Linked DNA regions of Sus scrofa: regions 1 and 3 are each linked to region 2. Evidence: chromatin contacts called from public Hi-C and promoter capture Hi-C data. All regions are on one chromosome and are shown on one strand. Each heading gives the region's core, a stretch centred on a gene start, on an enhancer-like site or on the middle of the called end of the contact. The rest is flanking DNA. Distances are from core to core; before and after follow the strand shown.

Region 1 (2,700 bases), core at 58-2,557, 310 kb before region 2:
AAAATATGTACATTCTTCCCAACAAAAAACATATACAGACAAAATTTGATTTTTAACTTGGGATATTCACAGACCCTCTGAAGCTCATCTAAATATGACTTGGTAATAGGTAAGAGTTAAGGTGTTTTGTTTGTTTTTTTTTTTTCCCCTTTTTGGCCGCACCTGTGGCATATGGAAGTTCCCAGGCCAGGGATCAAATCTGAGCTACAGCTGCAACCTATGTCACAGCGGCAGCAACACCAGATCCTTAACCCAGTGCCAGGCTGGGGAATCAAACCCATACTGACATGGAGACAACACCAGACCCTTAACCCACTGCACGACCACAGGAGCTCCAATATTTAAGGTATTTTGTAGCTTTAAATCGTAATTTTAAAAAATAAGGTAAAAGTCTTTAAAGTCTTGAAACTTAAAAGGAAGTCTTGAGAATAAAAGAGAAAACCTAAACACAATTCGTTAATTTACTCACTGCTGTCAGAAGGCTGAGTACCTTATCTAGATGCAGATGTTAATCTGACAAAGTAATTCCTACCTCAGACATGAGAAGTTAGGCAAAGTTAAGAGTCTTACATAAAGCTAGGATATTTCTAGACATGGAAATGTGTGATGTTCACGGCTTTCAAATGACAGTAAGTTGTCTTCTCCCAACACGCCCCCATCAAGTGCAACTCCTTCTTAGAGTGAGGAAGAAAAATATTACGTAATGTAGGCTATATCTGAGCTCTTTTGGGTGACTGGGGGAAAGGGAATACTTTCAGATACTTAAATTTCCTATTTAAAAATAGTCATTGGATCATTGCCAAACAAAAACACAAAAAGAACCAACCTGTACTTACCTGTCATTCTTGTTCTCTGAAGGAAATGCAGTAATTATAAACATATCCACACTTTTGGGTACATTCTCCTAAGCGTGAATGGATTTGGAATGCACCATGGCTTAACCCCAACCTCTAACCTGCCAGGGTGGCTGGCAGTGGCCCTCCCTGCCTAGCTGATAACCAAGCAGAGCTGTCACCTGGTCATTGATTTTGGACGACAAGGCTGCCCTGAGAAGGACTGTGGAGCTGGTGTAATTACTGTCAGAGAACACGAATTACTGAATGGCCTCTTTTCTACCGCTTTAGAAAGGTAGAGCAACTATTAGAAAAGTTGTTAGCTGCTTCCAAAATGTCACTGAATTTGAGCATTAAAAAACATTAAAGAGTATGAATGGAAAGGTAGTCCTCTGTAAAAGCTGCCCTTAGGGGTAGGTGATAACAGTGTGAGAATTGACTGGCTGTTGCCTGGGCCAGGATCAAGGTCAACTCCAGAGCAGAGAATCACACGTAAAGTAAGCCTTATCTTGGCATTAAGCAACTGAATATTCTGAATTAATGCTTGCCAACTTGAGAGTGAAATGACAGCTGTGGTGGTAACCAGTGATAAGAAAAGCACCAGAAATAGCCAGGACCCTGAAAACTGCTGAGATTATAGCCTCGGATAAAGTGTTTCTTATAAAGTTTGATACTAGTAATGTCTGTTAGACGGGTTCTATTTTATAAGCTCAAGTAAGGAATCATACACTTCATAGAATTTAATAAACATTACAGCTTAGTGGAATAATTTGGATGTAAAATTATTTAAATATATAAGGACTGAGCCCCTGTCTCTTCAAATCTTAGAGAATTAGGAAGAAACAGGCTACAGATAGTTCCTGGCTTGCATACGGCCTTCCAGAGGGTTTTAAAAATCCTCCCCAGAGGAAGAGATTCTCTATCCTCTAGTCCTGCAAGTTTCCAGGCAGCCTGGTGTCTTCTCCTCAGTTAAGCCAGGGCAGGATTGCCAGATAAATTATAGGACATCCAGTTAAATTTGCTTTTCAGATCAATATTTTTAAGTATATCCCAAATATAGCACGGTCCATAATTACACTAAATTATTTGTTATCTATTTTAAATTCAAATTAAGCTGGGCATCCTGAGTATTTTTTTTTCTTTCTTTTTTCTTTTTTTTTTTTTTTGTCTTCTGCTAAATTTGGAAACTCTAAGATGGGAGTTGGTGGTGGAGGGGCTGACAGGGTTACCTGGCAGACGTCTGCATGGGTGGTGCCAGTACAGGAGCCCGTTCCTGGTCCAGACCCTCACTGACATGTAGCTATGGGACACTTGAAATGTTGCTAATCCAATACGAAACGTTCTATAGATGTAAAATACACACTTAGTACGAAAAAGGTAAAACAACTCATAAATTCCTGTACTAAGTACATGGTAAAATAGTAATATTTTAGAAATATTAGATTAAATAAAATATAATTTAAAGTAATTTTGCCTGTTTCTTTTTACCTTTTTGATGTGGCTACAAACAAACAAAACACACAAAAAAATCACCTTAAAACTACACATGTAGCTTGTATTTGTGACTTGCAATGTATTTTACTGGACAGTGCTGGTCTAAAATGACTCCAAGGAGAGGACTGAGCTAGGATTTCCTTCCTGTTCTTTCTCTAAAAAATGAAAAATGGCAAATACAGAGCTGCCTCTCTCACTTCCACCTAGCTATCCAAGTAGGTAGGGAACATGATCATACCAAGGAAACTAAATTTCTAGCAGAGACTGTTTCCATGGATTGTCTCTGACACTTTAAAAACAAAAACAAATACCAGTGAGAGGCACATTAGAAACCTGATCTTTGAAAAGGTCTTACTTAAGTCAAAAGATGAAA
Region 2 (2,700 bases), core at 201-2,700:
CCACTGAACAAGGCCAGGGATCGAACCTACATCCTCATGGATACTAGTTGGGTTCCTTACTGCTGAGCCATGACGGGAACTCACTGAATTCTGTTTTGGACCAGCTTTAGGTGCCTGATTAGAAACAGCAGTACCAGTCCTAGTCATAGCAATAAGCACTGTGAGAGCATGAATTGTGTACTTGGCAGGGTTTTAGGCACTTTTACCCTTATCAATTCATTTAATTCTCATAGCAGTTGTGTGTGCAAGGAACCACTAGAGCCCTGCTTTACACATGAAAAGACAAGCATGGAGAGGTTAAAAGTGACCTGCCTACAGTCAGCCACCCAACTGGGTAGTGATGGAGCTGGGCTTCCTCCCCAAGCAGTCTGGCTTCAGAGTCATCACAACTCATCCCTGGAACTCCTTCCAAGTGGACGCATTGAATGGGTGGTTGAAGGTGTGAATGTGGAACTCTGGGAAGGTCAGGGCTGAAGACGCACGTTTACATTTCTGAAGAGAAAGCCTGCTCTCTCCTTCCTCATCTAAGCCTTGATTGTCTAGGGAGAAAAGAACACGGGCCATGGGGCTGTGCTCACTGGCTTTTCATTCCTCCATTCTGCTGAGGCAACTGTATCCAAATCATTTTCCTTCCTTGAGGGTCCAGAGAGTGAGGTCTGTATCTCTCTCATTTTTTATTTTTTTAGATTTTTTTTTTAAGGGCTGCACCTGCGGCATATAAAAGTTCCCAGGCTAGGGATTGAATCAGAGTTACGGCTGCTGGCGTGCACCATAGCCACAGCAACGCGGAATCCGAGCCACATCTGCAGCGCACACCATAGCTCATGGCAATGCTGGATCCCTGACCCACTGAGTGAGGCCAGGGGTTGAACCCACATCCTCGTGGATACGAGTCGGATTCGTTTCTGCTGTGCCACAATGGGAACTTCCTTCTGTGTCTTTATTATGTCTCTATTTCTCATCCCTAATCCGGTGCCTGCCGTGGAGTAGATGTCAGACTTTCTTTGCAGGACACGGGGTTAGGTTTGGAGGTCCAGCCATCAGTAGAACACAGCTCTCCTTCTGGAGGAGCAGAGTCTGAAGGAGGACCTTTGGGAATAAGACTAGGGCTGGCTGAACACAGAAGCCTGGGCTGGTGAGTTCACCCCAGCCTTCTCGCTGCCCCATATGCTTGAGGGGTGGGGCAGGAAGGGGTCAGAGCAACAAAAGAATGCCTAAGCAGTGGCAGATGGATTTGAGGCCTCCCAAGAGCTCTTTGCAACAAAAGAATGGCTCCAAACCTTTCATAGTTTCCCCTCTTTGCATTAGTTTTCTTTGGCAACCGTATAATTTTCACCAAATGAAGTAAAATTTGATATTTGAATATCCCAGTGGAGTGATGAGTTTTTCCAGCTCTATTACCTCAGTGTTGACAAGGGCTGGCTAGTGAAATAAGGGAGTTGGCTGGAAAGGTTGCAGATTGCATCATAGAGGGTGACGGAGGGCTCGTGTGAAGTATTTCGGCAGGTTTCCACCAGTTTAAGTATCTCTTGCCAAAGTTCCACACATTGGAATATGTTTGAGTTTCTCTTCCGATCATCCTTTTAACAATGAGCTATGTGGTTTGGTCGCAGAAAAAGGATCTGGTGATATTTGTCATAGATGGAACTATGAATTATATCTCTTAACATCTCTTAGAGGTGGAACAAGGTGGAACATAGAAACTTGAAGAATATACACAAAAATAGCTGTCTTTTTTCCGTAGATCTCTTTCGGGGCATGCAGTAACCTCCACACATTTATCACAACTTTACTACTTCCTAATAGCATTTCACATTTGAACCATTGAAAGATTATATAAATTTGCACCATCGTAGTTTTTATAATTATTTACAGAGTTTTTTCCTTCCAATATGTAAACTTATATTTTGTTTAGCCTTTTTAGCTTTTGGTGGGAGAATTGATCTGAATTACCAAGGCGACCAGAACTCCAAACAGGAGCCCTCCACAAGTATAAATGTGGAGATGTGCCATGTCATTTTGCAGTTCACAAATTTTTTATTTTTATTTTAGGGCTGCACCCATGGCATATGGAGGTTCCCAAGCTAGGGGTTGAATTGGAGCTACAGCTGCCGGCCTACACCACAGCCAGAGCAACACGGGATCCCAGCTACTTCTGCAACCTCCAGCACAGCTCACGGCAATGCTGGATCCTTAACCCACTGAGTGAGGCCAGGGATTGGACCCGCGTCCTCATGGATCCTAGTTGGGTTTCCACTGAGCCACAAAGGGAACTCCTAAAAGGTGAACGCCCTCTTGTGAACTCCCAGTTCACAAAATTTTAAATCTGCTATTGTATCAAGTGTAAATGTAATGGAGTGGGAGTAATTATTATTATTGTTTTTTAAGCCACGATTCCAGTTAGCTTAAGAACATTAGATATGATATAAAGTAGAATTATATCTTAAGTGGCCTGCTGATGGCTCAGGCTTTGTCAGTTTTAAACCCAGGCTCTGGGAGGGCAAGTTGATGGTTATTAGTCAGGTAGGTCCCAGCAGAGAGCGAGTGATGGTGAGCTCTCCTATTAAAAGACAACAGAAGCCACTCTTCCTAATGCTGACCAGATGAAATACAGCATCAAATTCCTTTTATCCAAGTTCCTTTGAAAATTTTTAATTATATAATTTATTTTTTTTATTTTTTACTTTTTTGTCTTTTTGG
Region 3 (2,785 bases), core at 216-2,715, 490 kb before region 2:
ATATACCGCGGGAAGCAGCCCTAGAAAAGGTAAAAAGACTAAATAAATAAATAAATAGAACAGACCAGAGAAGGAAACACAGCTCGCCTCTCCTGCTGGTCCTGGAGGGAGAGGTCACACCCATGGATGCTCGAGGAAATGGCTCCATTGCTCCCTGGCAGCAGGCTAGGAAATACTGCCCACACCCCAACTGCAGTCCCCGAGGCCATCGGATACACCTGGGGCGCCTCAGGGCAGGAAGTCCCAGAAACCACATACAGTTTCTGACCAACCACTTCAGCTTTTTCTGGGCTTGAAAAAGACAGGGGCGGTGCAAGAATCATCTTTGGTTCTGCCGCAGTGGAGACCCATGACGTCTTGCTCCCAGTAGATTCTGCATGCATACTTATGTGACTGAATGGATGTCCCCCCTACCACAGACGGCAGCTGTCCCATCTCAGAGGCACCTCAGGTGGTGGCCTTGAACTTGGTGTCCAGACTGAAATGGGAAACCATACACCGTAAGAGGTGGAGCAGGTAAGGATGGGGGTGAGGGGAGGCTGGCAGGAGCGGAGGCAGGGTTTTGTTCCTGACCCTGCCTGGTGATCAGCTTATTCCCTAAAGCAGAAGGATTAATAACCAGGGTAATTTTATCCCTGTTAGAATGTAACTACAGATGTGGGCTTATTGGGCGAAACAGCTAATCCTTTCTACATTTGGCTTACTCGTGAAACTCGATGCCTGGAGTTGTCAAAAGCACTATTTGCACGAGGCCTGCTGCCCCTGAAACCTTTCTCTTCTGGGCCCAGTGGGCAGCTGTCCCACTGCGCTGGCACTTGCCTCTTGGGTGAGCTGACTCACTGGCCTGGTGATGGAAGGGGAGGGGAGAGGCCTGTGGGTATATATAGACCTAAAGTGAGGGAGAGGGTAGGTGAAGGAAAATACAAGATGTGGGGTGCGGGGAGAGGGTACACAGAGAGCCTGGAGAAAAAAAACTCTTGGGAAAATCTAAGGTTCATTGTGATCCCTCGTCCCCCAGGCTTAAGGCACGGGGGAGGCAGCAGGAGGAGGGAAGAAGGCGAGGGAAAGGGGGTACCCCTCGATAGGAGCCAGCAGGCATCCAGGGATCTGCAGCGTGGTGATGGCTGGAGGCGCAAAAGTCAGGAGACACAGTTAATCCAAGAGCTGTTGCTGCTGCTGCTGTTGCAGAGATGAAAGACTTTCCAAGCCAGTCAGTGATATGCTTGGAGCTTTCCCCTGTGCAGCCACCTGTGGTGAGTAACGGGAGACTTGGTTCCTCCTCCTGCACCCGGGGAGCCCCGGGAAATTGGGGGAGTGGGCGTGGCCAGGGTGGTGGGGCGGGGCCCCAGTGAGCAGGCGCCAGTGACCTCCCTCCCTCTTCCCCACCTCCCTCGGTCTAGGTCTCGAGCACCGCCTCCCGCTGGGTGTGGCCGAGCTTCAGACATTCCCCCCCCCCCCCCCCCCGCCCCATCCCGCCCCCAAACATCCCCCTCCTTTTCCACCGACTCCGCCCTTGATCGCCCTGGCCCACACAGTGCTACAGTGCGACACAGGAAGCCCCTCCTCCCTGCTACCCACCCGAGGCGGGGTGGGGGGGGGTGGGGGCGCGAACAGGTCGATACCCCCTCCTCCTACCCCGACCCCTCACGGACTTTTAGTTCGGGGCTGCTGGGTTAAAGCTTCATTCCAGTGTGCTGCATTCCAGAAACTTTAACAGATGCCCTGGCGTTCTTGGAAGACGCTGAGAGGGAAAGCGGCCGACGTCTCCACCCAAATGCCCCAGAATCAGATAGGACATTTGCCTCTGGTGCGGGGAGCAAAGGGCAGAGTGGCCAGAAGGCTTGTAATAAAAACCTCCCTTCCCTTCCCTCTGACCTGGGTCCTTCATTACTGACCCCAGCCCTTAAGAATCTGGAGCCTGCAACCCTCTCCACCTGGCGGGGCTGGTCAGGAGGCCGGGCGGGGAAGGATTCGGCCTCCTGGGCGGGTCCCGGGGTGGGAAGGCTCTCATCGCCATGGCAACGAGCTCTTCCCGTGGGAATAGCGAACTCTTGAACGTGCAGCACATGGGAAAGTGACCTACTGAGTGCCAGCTGGGGGTCCAGGCGGGCGGGTATGGGGGGGATCTGCAGGGAGAGGGCGCGCGACCGAGCTCGACATGCGACCCCCAAACCTGGATGCAGGGCCGCGCGCTTTTCTTCTGAGTCAGACGGGGCCACACAGGCAGGACACGTGATGCGCGGGGCTCTCCCCTGGCTGCCAGTTAGCAGCCAGATCTGCTGACTCGCTTAGAACAGCCGCTGCCCAGTGTTGGCCCGGGCTGGGTGGGACGGTTCCCTTCTGTGGGTCTGTTCCAGCGCCCTAGCTGGTGAGACCAGTAGCTCCTGTTGGGAGGACAGGCGTGTTGGCTGTGGAATTCAGTTCTACGTGGCTGAGGCCCCTGACTTCTTTTTACAATTTTTAAAGAAGTTGTAAAGGTTGTACTAACCTTTTAAAAAAGTGTAATTTCTTTTTTTAATTCAAAAAGATGAAAAGAAGGAACTGAACACAATCTGATCTACACCCTCCCCATCTTTCCACCCCAAAATAACGGACCACTGTTAACATTTTGTTATCATTCTTCCAAATTATGCCCACACCTAGGGGTGTACTAGTTACAAAAATTATGGTGCATATGATGTTTGTCGCCTGCATTTTCACTTAACTCACCACAGACCTGGAAAGATAGAGAAAACTCTGTATTATTATTTCTAAGGGCAACATAGGATTACTATAATTTATTAGC

Evidence for each region. Promoter capture Hi-C pulls out the DNA fragments that hold promoters and counts their contacts. A called contact is a pair of places that touch in the nucleus more often than the background predicts.
Region 1: a contact with region 2 is called in a promoter capture Hi-C map of liver, with 2.4 times the contacts expected there. The contact joins two enhancer-like sites. A contact is called at or near these places in 1 of 5 promoter capture datasets (liver) and 1 of 47 Hi-C or Micro-C datasets (liver).
Region 3: a contact with region 2 is called in a Hi-C map of mesenteric adipose tissue, with 2.3 times the contacts expected there. The contact joins two enhancer-like sites. A contact is called at or near these places in 6 of 47 Hi-C or Micro-C datasets (fetal skeletal muscle, heart right ventricle, liver and 2 more) and 1 of 2 datasets of contacts at active chromatin or transcription factors (skeletal muscle).

Annotation. Positions count from the first base shown.
Region 1 is chr10:42,081,893-42,084,592 of Sscrofa11.1, reverse strand. The region is part of intron 1 of ZEB1 (zinc finger E-box-binding homeobox 1); the gene reads right to left. All of the region lies in intron 4 of LOC110255584 (a long non-coding RNA gene), which reads right to left. Among named protein-coding and RNA genes, the nearest start is that of ZNF438, 69 kb to the right of the region's middle. Within about 2 kb of position 1,307, at least 6 of the 83 cell types and tissues checked have an H3K27ac peak or open chromatin away from gene starts, as enhancers often do. A contact at or near this core is called in liver, where this site is marked.
Region 2 is chr10:41,768,076-41,770,775 of Sscrofa11.1, reverse strand. The region is part of intron 10 of ZNF438 (zinc finger protein 438); the gene reads left to right. Among named protein-coding and RNA genes, the nearest start is that of ZEB1, 240 kb to the left of the region's middle. Within about 2 kb of position 1,450, at least 7 of the 83 cell types and tissues checked have an H3K27ac peak or open chromatin away from gene starts, as enhancers often do. A contact at or near this core is called in liver and mesenteric adipose tissue, where this site is marked.
Region 3 is chr10:42,259,686-42,262,470 of Sscrofa11.1, reverse strand. It overlaps LOC102164518 (a long non-coding RNA gene), which reads left to right. Exons shown (of 6, transcript XR_305912.3): 4 at 420-516; 5 at 1,019-1,253. Among named protein-coding and RNA genes, the nearest start is that of ZNF438, 250 kb to the right of the region's middle. Within about 2 kb of position 1,465, at least 69 of the 83 cell types and tissues checked have an H3K27ac peak or open chromatin away from gene starts, as enhancers often do. A contact at or near this core is called in mesenteric adipose tissue, where this site is marked.